Linked DNA regions of Callithrix jacchus: region 1 is linked to region 2. A link is a contact called in public Hi-C data. All regions are on one chromosome and are shown on one strand. Each heading gives the region's core, a stretch centred on a gene start, on an enhancer-like site or on the middle of the called end of the contact. The rest is flanking DNA. Distances are from core to core; before and after follow the strand shown.

Region 1 (2,700 bases), core at 50-2,549, 510 kb after region 2:
TGCGAGTGCCGGGACCCTACCTTGTCTGGCCCGGGAGCTGCCCTCTTCAGGCGGAGTTGGAGGTGCTGCGGAGAAGCCGGTGTCCGTGCGGCAGCGAGTGCGGCTGCGGGTGCGGTATCTGGCGCGGATGCGGATGCGGGTGCGGGTGCGGGTGAGTGTGTGGATACGGATGCGGATGAGCGTGCGGATGTGGATGTGGATGCGGATACGCGTGGGGCTGCTGGGGCTGAGGCTTGGGTTGGGGCTGAGGCTGGGGCTGTGACTGGGGCTGGGGCTGGGGCTGGGGCTGAGGCTGGGGTTGGGGTTGGGGCTGGGGCTGGGGCTGAGGCTGGAGCTGCGGCTGCTGCTCCAGTGGGGGCTGCTGCTGGACCAGGTGCTGCTGCTTTTGCCGCGTGGACTTCACCGCCAGGATAGCCTGACGATTCTTGTACTGCACCATCTGCAGCGTAATCTCCGCGTTCCAGCCCTGGTCTTGCGGGCACCGAAAGTCGATCTCCTTGCCCTCTGCCATCACCACAGTGAAGTACATGTACTTGCCCTTGCGCTCCACACAGTCCACGGTCTTCATGTTGGAGAAGTGCAATTCCTTGAGCTTGACCGGCGGCTCGAGGGCGGTGACAGCGGGGCCGCTGGGTTGGGACGGCTCCGCCGGCCCCTGCCCGGACTGTTGCTGCTGTTGCTGCTGCTGCTGTTGCTGTTGCTGCTGTTGCTGCTGTTGCTGCTGCTGCTGCTGCAGCTGCTTGGGCGGAATGAGCAGCAGCCCCTCCTCGGTGAGAATGCAGCACTTCTTCTTCCAGAGCTGCAACAACCCGTCGCTGCGTTTCTCCAGCACGCCCTCCTTCAGCGCCTTGCAGCCGCTGCTCTCCAGCATCCTCCCAGCATAAGCGGGGCCGCCGTTAGGCTCGGCCTCTCCGCTTCCAGCCGCTCGGGCCGGGGGCAGCAGCAGCAGCCGTGCGCCGTCCTCGCCCCAGCGGCTCCCACGGCCGCCTGCCCGGAGCGCGCAGAGGAAGCTAACTCGCAGGAGGCAGAGAGACGGCGGCGGCTCTGGGTCCCGGCAGAGGGACAGCCGCGTCCTGATGCGCCACAAGGTCCCGAAGCTGCGAGCCGCCGGGCCTCTGCCGTCTTCTTGCGAGCGCTCACTGAAGGGCACTGGCTTGGCCCCCTCGCGGCGCTTTTGAATGGGCCATCTTCCCCACCCCCGAGTGACACCCAGCGGAAAAGGCGGCTCCTGGCGCCCGCACCGCGGGGGAAAGCCCAGCTCCGAGAGGCGCTCGGCAGCCGGCGCACGCCTCATTAACTTGGGGCCTTTCCAAAGCCGGCTGCGTCCACGCCCCCCGCGTCCCTCGCTCCGCCTCTCGCCGCCCACTTGCTTTCGCGCTCTTTCCCCTGGAAGGCGACCGGGACCCGAGCCCCGGAAACTCCTCTCCTCCACCCGGGGAGATCGCCCAAGGAGCCCTGGCTGCCTGGAGACTAATGCCGACGCCCACAGGGCGCTGCGAGGCCATCCCCAGCGTCCCGCTTCTCCCAGGCCGGCGAAGCTCTGTGCTAACAGCCTCGGACAGTGAGGACCCGGCTGCGCGGGCGGGGGCTGCCTTCTGGCAGTGCTGCGTCTCGGTCCTTGCGAATTAGCCCTGGGGATTTGCGCTGGGCACCGAGAGCCCGCAGAGCCAGCGTCGTGGCCTGGGCGAGCTGGGAGGCCGGGGCCGAGGTTCGCGAGTCCTGCGGGTGTGCCTCCTCCGGACGCTGGGTAAACAACTGAGCGCACAGAGGACATCGTGCTTCCCACGCATGTTCGCTCACGGTCAATAAGTAGCTCTTCTTGCAGAGGGCGATTGTGAAAGCAATAGTGCGACTGTCGGGTTTGCCACGGGTGGAGAAAGGCGGACCCACGTCAGGTCGCATCTTGCCTGCTTTTTCTCGACCCCGACCGCAGGCACCAGCCCGTCTTCGGCTTTCTTCTTGACCCGTCGGGACGGTGTGCTACATCTATTAAAACAGTAACTCAGCTTTCTAACTACAAACCGGGGAACGTCTGAGCTGAGATCCCACACTGCAAGGCCCAGTTCCAAATGCCTGATTGGCCTCCGCGGGTCTCTCTTTCCAAGCGCCTAGCCAGATCTTGGTTTTGGAATCTCATTTATCTGTGACCCCGGGAAGGCAATGTCCCCAGCACTCTCCTACTCCTACATTTTAATGCGTATAGAAGCCGCTTTCTGGGAAGTAAAGCCTAACTGAGATCTAGCCTCCCGCTAGGGAAATTCATCCCTTTGGTAAACAGCCCCAAGTATGTGCGGACCCTCACGAGGACACAAAGAATAATTAAACCAGGGCTGGACAAGTCAGAGTGGGCCAAGGTAAGAGGAAGGGCTGCTACTGTGCCCAAACTGGAACAGACAGATTAGCTCATCTGCTAGCTGTGCGGCAAGAGCAAAGAATTCAAGAGGCGAAGAGAACATAAGAGCAGCTTAGAGAGCTAAGCAAGAATCGAATCCTTTGTGTGTCATGGTAAGAAATTCGAACTTAATCCCAAGGTAATGAGAACAAAGGATAACTTTCATACACGAGGGCGTCCTGAATCTTCGTCTAAGAGACAATGTCTGATCAAACGGGACAATCCAGTCAGCAAGCCGGAGTCCCACTAAATTATGCTTGGCCAGATCTCTGGCCTTCACATTGTTAATTGATTAGTAATCTTTTCAG
Region 2 (2,700 bases), core at 88-2,587:
GAAACCCTTGCTAACCAGAAGACATGTACCACGATGTTTTAGCAGTATTGTTTATAATTGTAAGCAATGTGAACAATCCAAATGTCCACCAACGGTAAAATGAAAAAATAAATTGGGGTATATTCATTCAAGGAAACACCATGTAACAGTGAAAAGACTAAAACTACACCTACGGGTATTACCCTGTTTGAAAAACAGAAAGCTAAACCTTAGAAGACACAGAAAAATGCATACAGTCCACTTTGATGTATAAAATTGAAAATGACGCAAAATTAAGCCACTTCGTGACTACAAGAAGAGGAAAAGAAAATAATACAATTCAGAGTGGTTACTTCTGAATCTGGAAAAGAGAATATGATCTGAGAGGTGTACATAAGGGTTTGAGGGGTATAGTAATGCTTGCTCTATTCTACTTAGTAGTCTGAATGCTAGGTTCTTGCATGTTTTTATTATTTAAACTGTATATAAGTTGTAACCTCTGCTATTTACATTACATAACCACTTAATGAGCCACAACAAAAAAACCTTTACTACTTTCCCAATGTATCTAAATTGAGAGTTCGATGTTTTTAACACTTCCTATAGCCTGGTTGAGCAGGTCCCCAGGCTATTTCTCTGACTATCTCTGTCACTCATACTGAAGAAAATGGGTAAAACCAGACTATAACGCAGGAGTTAATTGAAAGGTAGCACAATCTAAAGAGTAAGAACTGTGTCGTCTAATATTTTAGCAATATGACACAGGAATAATTGATAAATCTATTAAAATTTCTTTACTGACAAACTAAAGCTAAGGGCATGTCAGCTCCTTTCCCCACATCTCACTCCATTATCAGGGTCCACACCTGTATGTCATGACTACCTATTTCCACCTCACCCTATTTCTCATTCCGTCAGTGACTTTCGGCCACCCGCGCGCTACCAGGTTCCGCAGCGCCCTGGACATTTTCTCAACCCTCATCCTTTTACAGAATACGCATTCCGCAAGAGCTTCGCTTGGGGGACCCTTCAGCAAAAGAAATAGTTAGGAACACGTGGGTGACACCATATCGGCTAGTCGTTCCGGTGGGCCCGGCTAACAATCTTAATCATCAGCAATTCCGGTACTTAACTACAAAGAACAGGCTCCAGGTGGTTTTATAAGTCAACAAACAACGAAAGAAACATCGCAACTCAACGTCCACAAACCCCAGGCTTCGGTTCCCACATAACATCACCTTGGTTATCCGGCTTCAGCTTCTGGTTACGAAATTCACTTTTTCCAGCAGCTTTTTCTGGCCGCTCCAGCGAGGAAGACGCCATTTTAAAGCTGCTTCCGGTGGCGCCGGATGTGTAACTGTTTTTAAGTCCTACGTGCTAAAATACCCACACTCAAAATGAGTTCCTCGGAACTCAGACGAGGAGACCTGCGCAGTCTCCGTGCGTACGTGCGTTAAGGCCCGCGTTTTTGCCCAACCCACAGCTTCTCCTACTTGGCCAATTGAAGAGCCGGAAACCTTCTCCCAGGATGCACTGCAACCATGGAGTTTGCGTACTGGGAATTGTAGTTTAGCAAGCGGTGCAGGCAAATTGGATAGTAATCCGTAGTTTCCTCGGCCTCACGTTGTAACCTGGACCACCGGACTGCGGAGTGCTACCAGGCTGTCATGGAAGTCGTTTATTCTTTTGATGAATATTTAGATGATGGCCAAATATGCACTAGATATCGGGAGGAAATAAAAATACGAGAATATAATTTATATGGGTCTCACTGCAGGAAGTGACAGGAATAGCTACTATTTATTGTGAAAAATATGTTGGCTTTACAAGAGGAAATAGTACCTATATATACTTACTAAAAATTAAAATTGACAGTCAAATTAAATGAGAACAATATTTCAACAATTTGCTTAGACTATGTTTTAAGCAATTTCGAAGAAAACTTTTAAAAATAAATATGGTATGGAATAAATAAATTCGACTAGTTCTAAGAATTAAACATTGCAATCAATATTACATATGAAAGTTTTAAACTTTTAAAACCTCTAAACAATAGTTTCCACGTGTGAGAACTGTGTGCTCTAGATTCCTTTTTTTGGAAAAGGACAGATGATCTAATTTCAACATCTTTCAAAAATGCATTAGAATTGAAAGAACGATTTCAAATAAATATTGACTAATAACTAAATATCATATTTATTGAATACATATTGAAAATAAATATTGAAAAATCTCTTAAAATCATCTTAGAAGACTAGAAACTCAATAGTGATGATCAAAATGATGGTGTCCAAATTTTCATCTCAATTTCAGTGACTCACTGATTCAAAATAATAATTTAAAATTTAAAATGATGAGAAATAGTGTAAGAAAAATAAAAGATATAATAGAGATGGGGAAAATATTCACAAAACATTTAATGGGTTGATTACAATAATATTCAAGGTGATAAAAAGATGTAAGCAATTCAATAGAAAAATAAGGAAAACATATTAGTAGATATTTGTGATGGTTAATTTTTATTGTCAACTTCACTGGGTAATGTTATCCAGATATTTGATCGAACATTTTTATGGATGTTTCTGTGGGAGTGCTTTTGGATGAGATTAACATTCAAATCAGTGAACTCTGAGTAAGGCAGATTTTCCTCTATACTGTGGGTAATCCTCATCCAATCAATTGAAGACCTGAATAGAAAAAAAAGACTGACCTCCCCTGAGA

The links. Hi-C and Micro-C count contacts between places; a contact is called where the count stands out from the background.
Region 1: a Hi-C map of skeletal muscle shows a contact between it and region 2, with 4 times the contacts expected there. The contact joins the promoter of PHLDA1 here to the promoter of KRR1 in region 2. A contact is called at or near these places in 3 of 3 Hi-C or Micro-C datasets (induced pluripotent stem cells and skeletal muscle).

Annotation. Positions count from the first base shown.
Region 1 is chr9:78,670,624-78,673,323 of calJac240_pri, forward strand. PHLDA1 (pleckstrin homology like domain family A member 1) reads right to left here and starts at 1,300. Exons shown (of 2, transcript XM_003733802.6): 1 at 21-1,300. The coding sequence starts at 1,294. The coding sequence ends at 47.
Region 2 is chr9:78,160,363-78,163,062 of calJac240_pri, forward strand. It overlaps KRR1 (KRR1 small subunit processome component), which reads right to left and starts at 1,338. Exons shown (of 10, transcript XM_002752776.7): 1 at 1,218-1,338. The coding sequence starts at 1,302.